2 separate regions of the Salvelinus alpinus genome follow, and region 2 is linked to region 1. A link is a contact called in public Hi-C data. All regions are on one chromosome and are shown on one strand. The core of a region is the stretch at or near the end of the contact, and the rest is flanking DNA. Distances in the headings are between cores, read along the strand shown. Region 1 holds the start of LOC139553887 (connector enhancer of kinase suppressor of ras 1-like). Region 2 holds the start of nipal3 (NIPA like domain containing 3).

Evidence for each region. Hi-C and Micro-C count contacts between places; a contact is called where the count stands out from the background.
Region 2: a Hi-C map of muscle shows a contact between it and region 1, with 12 times the contacts expected there. The contact joins the promoter of nipal3 here to the promoter of LOC139553887 in region 1. A contact is called at or near these places in 2 of 3 Hi-C or Micro-C datasets (muscle and red muscle).

Annotation. Positions count from the first base shown.
Region 1 is chr25:36,914,782-36,918,172 of SLU_Salpinus.1, reverse strand. It overlaps LOC139553887 (connector enhancer of kinase suppressor of ras 1-like), which reads right to left and starts at 1,703. Exons shown (of 20, transcript XM_071366646.1): 1 at 1,515-1,703. The coding sequence starts at 1,566. It overlaps LOC139553888 (a long non-coding RNA gene), which reads left to right and starts at 1,571. Exons shown (of 2, transcript XR_011670749.1): 1 at 1,571-1,684.
Region 2 is chr25:37,066,918-37,070,308 of SLU_Salpinus.1, reverse strand. nipal3 (NIPA like domain containing 3) reads right to left here and starts at 1,558. Exons shown (of 11, transcript XM_071366645.1): 1 at 1,330-1,558; 2 at 865-933; 3 at 563-734; 4 at 99-158. The coding sequence starts at 1,374.

The DNA of each region.
Region 1 (3,391 bases), core at 454-2,953:
ATTGCACATTGGCCAATAGAACAAATGGTAGAGGTGGGTTACCCTCTCGCTGACGAATTCTCACAAGGCACCCCAAATCGCCGCCCCTTGTATTTCCGTCTGTTCTTCACGCGAATGACGGGGATTTGGGCCTGGTCTCGGAAAAGCAGCATATCCTTCGTGACGGACTCATTAAAGAAAAAATATTGGTCTAGTTCGAGGTGAGTAATTGTTGTTCTGATATCCAGAAGCTCTTTCGGTCATAAGAGATTGTAGCAGCAAAATGATGTACAACATAAGTTACAAACAATGTGAAAAAAAACACAAAATAGCAGTTGGTTAGGAGCCCGTAAATAGCAGACATCCCCTCCGGCGCCATTCTTTCTCAGCTATTATTACCATATTGCAATGGTATAAACTCAGTGCAGACCTTTTTAAAATCATTGAATATGGAAAATATGCTCTTATGAACAAAAACAGCCTATAAGCAAACTAAAAAAGCGTGTGGAACTATCTACAAAGGTAAGCTTAAACTTGTGTGTAACAGATTGTGGAAGTCTCTCAGACTGTCAGAGGCATTTGAGTAACTGGACTAGTTTCTACTCGCTGAAAATGATGGCTGCAGTATTGGTGTAATTTAGACCCATTTGGCTGCTTTGAATTTAAAAAATAATTAAAACACAGGACATTCCAATAGTTCCACATAATCAATACATGTGGAAAGTGACATACTGTACTCACACTTTAGTCAAATTGTCAATTTAGTAGGCTTCAAAACACGAGGACATTGGGGGCCATGGCATAGCCTAGTAGTCTGATTTATCCAGCTGTAATACAACATTAATTGGTATATAGTCTACAGCCTGACACGAACGCCTGTAAAAACCAAGCATGCCATGAAAATTGTATATTCTGAATCGGGGAGGACAGCGGACAATCTACACCTTTTTTGTGTGAATTATTATATATTTTTTTAAGACTTAAAAAAAAAAAGGAATTGACATGGGGTGTCAATTGCTCCCCATCCTCAGAATATAAAATGGTAATTGTTATGGCATGCTTGGTTCAATAGTTATTGACGCGAGAACACCGAATTTCCTAAATGTATCTAATTTTACCTTGGTGGCGAACCGAACCATATACCTACTGGCATATGGTTCCGACTCTAAAAAGGTAAGGTAAAAAAAATACCTTCTTGTGGATATCTTGTCTCAAATTTCAAGCATTTGAAGGACAAACCGCACAGACAACCGGTAGAGTAAATTTAAATGTCGGCCTAATTATATAAAACATTCTGGCTTGTAAGAAACATTTACACGATTTTACAGGCAAAAGTATCAGGCTAGGCTATATATATTATATACCAATTAATTGTTTATTACAGCTTGATCAATCAGACTTGGCCCCTATCAATTTAACTTCCTCATTCCACCTCCCCTTCCAAGAGGATTCGTGGCGCTTCTATTTACGGCTACCTGTGTGAACACCGAATTAAACTCACCTACCTAACACAAACAGCGCCAATTATAGCCTACCTTTGAGCCAGTCGCTCACTCTCTCCTTGCTCCACGACGATATAGGCTGCATGCTGGGAGTCCTGGGAATGTTGATTAAATTATTCCCAATCGAATTCTTCAACGGACTCTACTACTCTGGATCAGAGGAAGGAACATTTCATCCTGACGATGGGCACTCCCACTTACAGGTACAAGTCCCTCCGCGAACCAATAGCATTAAGCTGTCTGCCTATGATTCAGACGCACATATTTTTATTCACACTCACATTGGAGCGGTGGGAGTGATAGAGTAGAATACTGCCATTATTTCAAACTTTAGCCTACATAATGTGATGAGGGATTAACCCGAAAGAATTGCAACGAGTAGTGAAGGCTGGTCTTTACTTGTCGACTTAATTCTTATTCCAAAGTTCGTTGCTTTTGGGAATAGGTTTTGTTTCTCAAGAGTGGTTAGGATTTTTTTTTCCTTTTTTAGCAATAGTGAAAGAGCCAAGTATAATGTAGCAACTATTTAAACTAACTATACTACTAGCTATTACTCTATATAACTATAGTTTACCATTGAATGTGAGTTGTTTTGGTGAATTATTAATATACCAACAACATAACGTTAACACAAACAGGCTTCAGTTAGGAACAGATGACACATAAAACATATTTAACATTTCATCTGAGTATCGTATCCAATAATACACAAATGGCATTAGTGTAGAAAATAACTTAGTATTGGCTTTCTTTTTGGTGCCTGTCTGGTTACAGTTGAATAATTTGACTTGGAATAGTTAGGAAACAGTTGTGAAATGTGTTGCTGGACCATTAGAAAACATTGCAGTAGTGAATGTACCTCATGAAATCCAAGCCAGATGAAAGGCCAAGGCATCAGAGACTGCCCTTTGACATTTTGCACCCCCTGGTGTTTCTCTCTTTCAAATCAGACATGATGATAGACTGATAGAAAAGCTAGTCATTGGTAACTGCATACAGAATAGCAAACTCAAGCAAACAACATTTGCTTTAAAAATAATAATTTTAAAGCGCCTCACTGCACAACGCGTTGCCCCTATCTGACCTCTGACCTAAATATGCATATGTAATAATGTATGTACTGTATGCATCAGTGGAGGCTGCTGAGGGGAGAACGGCTCATAATATTGTCTGGGACGGAGCCAATGGAATTGCATCAAACCATATGTTTGATGTATTTGATGCCGTTCCACCAATTACACTCCAGCCATTACCACGAGCCCGTCCTCCCCAATTAAGGTGCCACCAACCTCCTGTGGTATGCGTGTAACTGTCCGTAGAACCTTTTTTGGTTCTATTGTTCTTATTTAAAATTTGTGTAGTTCAGTCCTTGAGCTGTTCTCGTCTATTGATATTCTGTATTATGTCATGTTTTATGTTATGTGTGGACCCCAGGAAGAGTAGCTGCTGCTTCAGAAACAGCTAATGGGGATCCTAATAAACTACTAAATACCAGGATTTTGTCTGAAAGTGGATGTTGCGAAGTAAGTGGGAGGAACAACATAAGTGGGTGTATGAAAACCTAACACCTAATTGGACAGATTGATTGCCACTCAAGACCAATTTTGTGTTGCTGCTTCCTTGTAGCTTTTTCGCTAAGTCTAACCTTAACCTCATTCTCTTAACCTGTCACGTAAATTCTCCTAACATGCCACGTTAGTTCTCCTAACCTGCCACGCAGTAATTCTCCTAACCTGCCACGGTAATTCTCCTTACCTGCTACGTTAGTTCTCCTAACCTGTCATGTTAATTATCCTAAGCTGCTATGTTAATTCTGCAAACATGTCATGTTAATTATCCTAACCTGCTACGTTAATTCTGCAAACCTGCCACGTTAGTTTTCCTAACCTGTCACATTAATTATCCTAACC
Region 2 (3,391 bases), core at 309-2,808, 150 kb before region 1:
ATTTGCATTGTCTCAGCATAATTTCCATACAATTTGCCTAAAGCAGAATGTCAGTTCCAACACAGAATCATAAAATGTAAAATACCTGTTGAACTTACTTAAAAATTCCCTTGGCTTCCATTTCTCTCTCAGGAAAATGAAACCTAAGATTGAACTTGCTGAAAAGAAGAAAAAACAAATGTTCATTAAACATGATTTAAAAAATGCCACATTACATGTAGGCATTGTTTGCTTTCCGAAATATCGATAATATAGTTATAAACAACTTCAATCTGGTACACATTTCCTTTTATTTCATGTCAACATTAAATTCCACATTCAGGGTTGTATTCATAAGTTGACACTGTTGCAAAACGTTTTGCACCGTAGAAAAAACATTAGCAACGGAAAACCGTTTTGTCCAAACGGGAAACGTTTTGCAATGAAAACAAGAGTTTCTTTTGGACAAATTCAGGTAGGTCGCTCCCCGTTCCGTTCGCTTCTCTTTGGTTTCTAGTGAATACACCCCCGGCTATGATAGGCCAAGCTCCCGAGCAGTGAGAGTGAAGTGTAATTTGCTTACCTATGACAGACACTGCATTCAATGGAGCTATTAGAGATAAAGGTGCAAAGGCATAGGAGACAAAGTTGGCTGCTTCTCCTAGAACGGTAAGTGCCAGGCCACACCACCATGTTTTGGTTCGGTAGAAGGCACGGGGGTCCTTGGTCCCTGCTAATGTTACATGGCTGTATTTCTGGAGAATTCAGGAAAATAAAGACTATTAAATAGAACCACTGTTGTACAAATATTGTGTCTCTTTGGACACCCACATCTTGTTATATCCAAAACATACAACATGAGGGTTGGCAGTTGCCTGAGCTTACCTGAATGCTTACAGCGATGCTGACAAGCAAATTACCAAAAATGGCCAGCAAGGTTCCAATTAGGTTTTCCTGTTAATGCAAACAAACAAATCCATTCACTTAGGGGTCATAAATATTTCAAGAGACACTTCAAATATGTGGGCAGTGACACAGGTGACATGTAGGCCACGCCCACATGATGTTATTGCATGGATACAGAGTGTATTAATGGAATGTGATATCTTCGAATGAATAAGACTAATCACAAAACTTTAAACGCCTTAAATGTAACTAATAAAACAGACAGTGGATCTAATAAAAATGTTGGACATACTCATCCAGCTGTTTCAAGTTACAGACTGAACATTTGACAAAATGTATCTTAATGCATCGCTCTTTGGCTACATTTGACCATTTCTTTTTTTTAACTGCTATTTGCGGTTCATAACAGGATGTAACACTCGCCACGACGCATCATATTCTCACCGTATAGGAATCGCCGCCGACTGCAGTATATTCTACTCCCGCCATTCTGGTTGAGGAAAATATCTATTCATCAACAGCAGGCAAACATTTCCTGAGACATCATGTATCTGTAAAAATGCAACTTCAATCAATAAACAATAGCAATAGTTAATTTTCCAGTAAGTCCCTTCTACGAGAGGAACGCCATCTTTGGATGCTTGTACTTCCGGATTCTATTTTACACACAGCTGTTACGCATGACGCACAGAGATACATTTGAATGCCGCTGGAAGAAAGACCAAAAACGGACACCGATGCTGTGATAGAAAATGCGAGAGAAACCTTCAACTACAATCCTTTGGATGACTGGCGCGGTGATGGGGAACTACGAGAGCAATTTAGTAGATTGGAGTTGCATGCACAAATGGTTTGTTCATCTTGCAAATAAAGAAGACAAATTCACCCAAAAAAATCTATTCGTGTGATTTATTTTGTGTGTAGGCCTATTGCTAATGGAAATTATTGCCACGAATTTAACAATAGTTGTTTTCTTGCCAATGTTGTTTATTTTGCATAATATGCTCCATTCAACTGTCGCACTGTCACATCAGTACAGTAGGCCGCGCCAACGAGCCATTTCTTCAAATAGGCTAGGAAAAGGCTACATGAGGGAGGTAACTACCTATGTATGGAGTCAACACGTGCGTTTATTATTTACAGTATGAAGGAGTCTAGGTTTTTGCGTTTATTATTTACAATATGAAGGAGTCTAGGTTTTTGCGTTTATTATTTACAGTATGAAGGAGTCTAGTTTTTTGCGTTTATTATTTACAGTATGTTTTTTTTTTACCGCAATAAAAACGTATTTTATCATAATGGGAGAACAAATTGTAATAAATAACCACTACATTAAAGCTATACGCTTGCAAACCAGAGGTTCATAAAGTTTTATTCCAATGACTGTTCGTCTATCCACCACAACATACCTGTGACATGTGTAATGGTAGGATACAGCAATGTGTTCAATTTGGGATCGGCCTGTGCGTTGTACTTTCTATGGTGTTATTATTAAAACTGGGTGGTAACCGGGGCCACCCTGGAGACAGATCATCATAATCTGATGCCATTCAGTTATTTTTGACGTTGATTAATGAAACGCAAGCTTTGCTATTGTGCCATACAGTCCTACGGGCATTTGACAGGCACTGCACTGCGTCACAGTCACTTGTTCCATACGAGTTCCCTGCAATTGTAGCTTTAGGCAAGGTCAACAGAGGGAGGGTGCATTGTGCCTGTGAAAGACGGGATGAAAATATTTGGCCCACCAATTTAACACACGGAGATCACGCCTGTACACCTGTTCTAGATGAGTCATGACTAACTAATTTGTTAAATGAAAATACATTCAGAGGATTTGCAAAGGGGACTGGAGAAAAACCATGGTCAAATATAAATAATAAAACAAAGGTGAATGATGGAGATGGATACAATAGGCTAGCTATGTCACATTTATGACAAGACTGAGTAGGCTATGTCACATTTATGACAAGATTAAGTAGGCTATGTCAGATTTATGATAAGATTAAATAGACTACCTATGTCACATTTATGATAAGATTAAATAGACTACCTTTGTCACATTTATGATAAGATGAAATATGTCAGACAGACAGACAGTCTTAATGTGAGGATGTATTACTATTTGTTATTTGTGGTGAATAAGCAAATAGATTACATGTGGTCTATATTTTGTATTTAGTTTGTTGGAAAAAACTGAACATTGTCATCTTCAACTTCAATCACCCACAAGATCTCATAGCAATATATGTCCAGTAGAGGGAGTACCTTTCCTGGGCTTCATTTTGTAGACTATTTGATCATGGAAAGTGTCCTCCTTACCTTGAGTAGGTGAATTCCATTATAAACGCAGACAAATAATATATATATATATATATATATGTGTGTGATTTGTATAAGTGATACTTACAGCCCTGAAGCAAACAATTATTTTGTATTGCTAATAACCAGAACAACTCTGCCTCTTGGATTTAGCCCACCCATAAACAAGAAGAGAATCAACCCT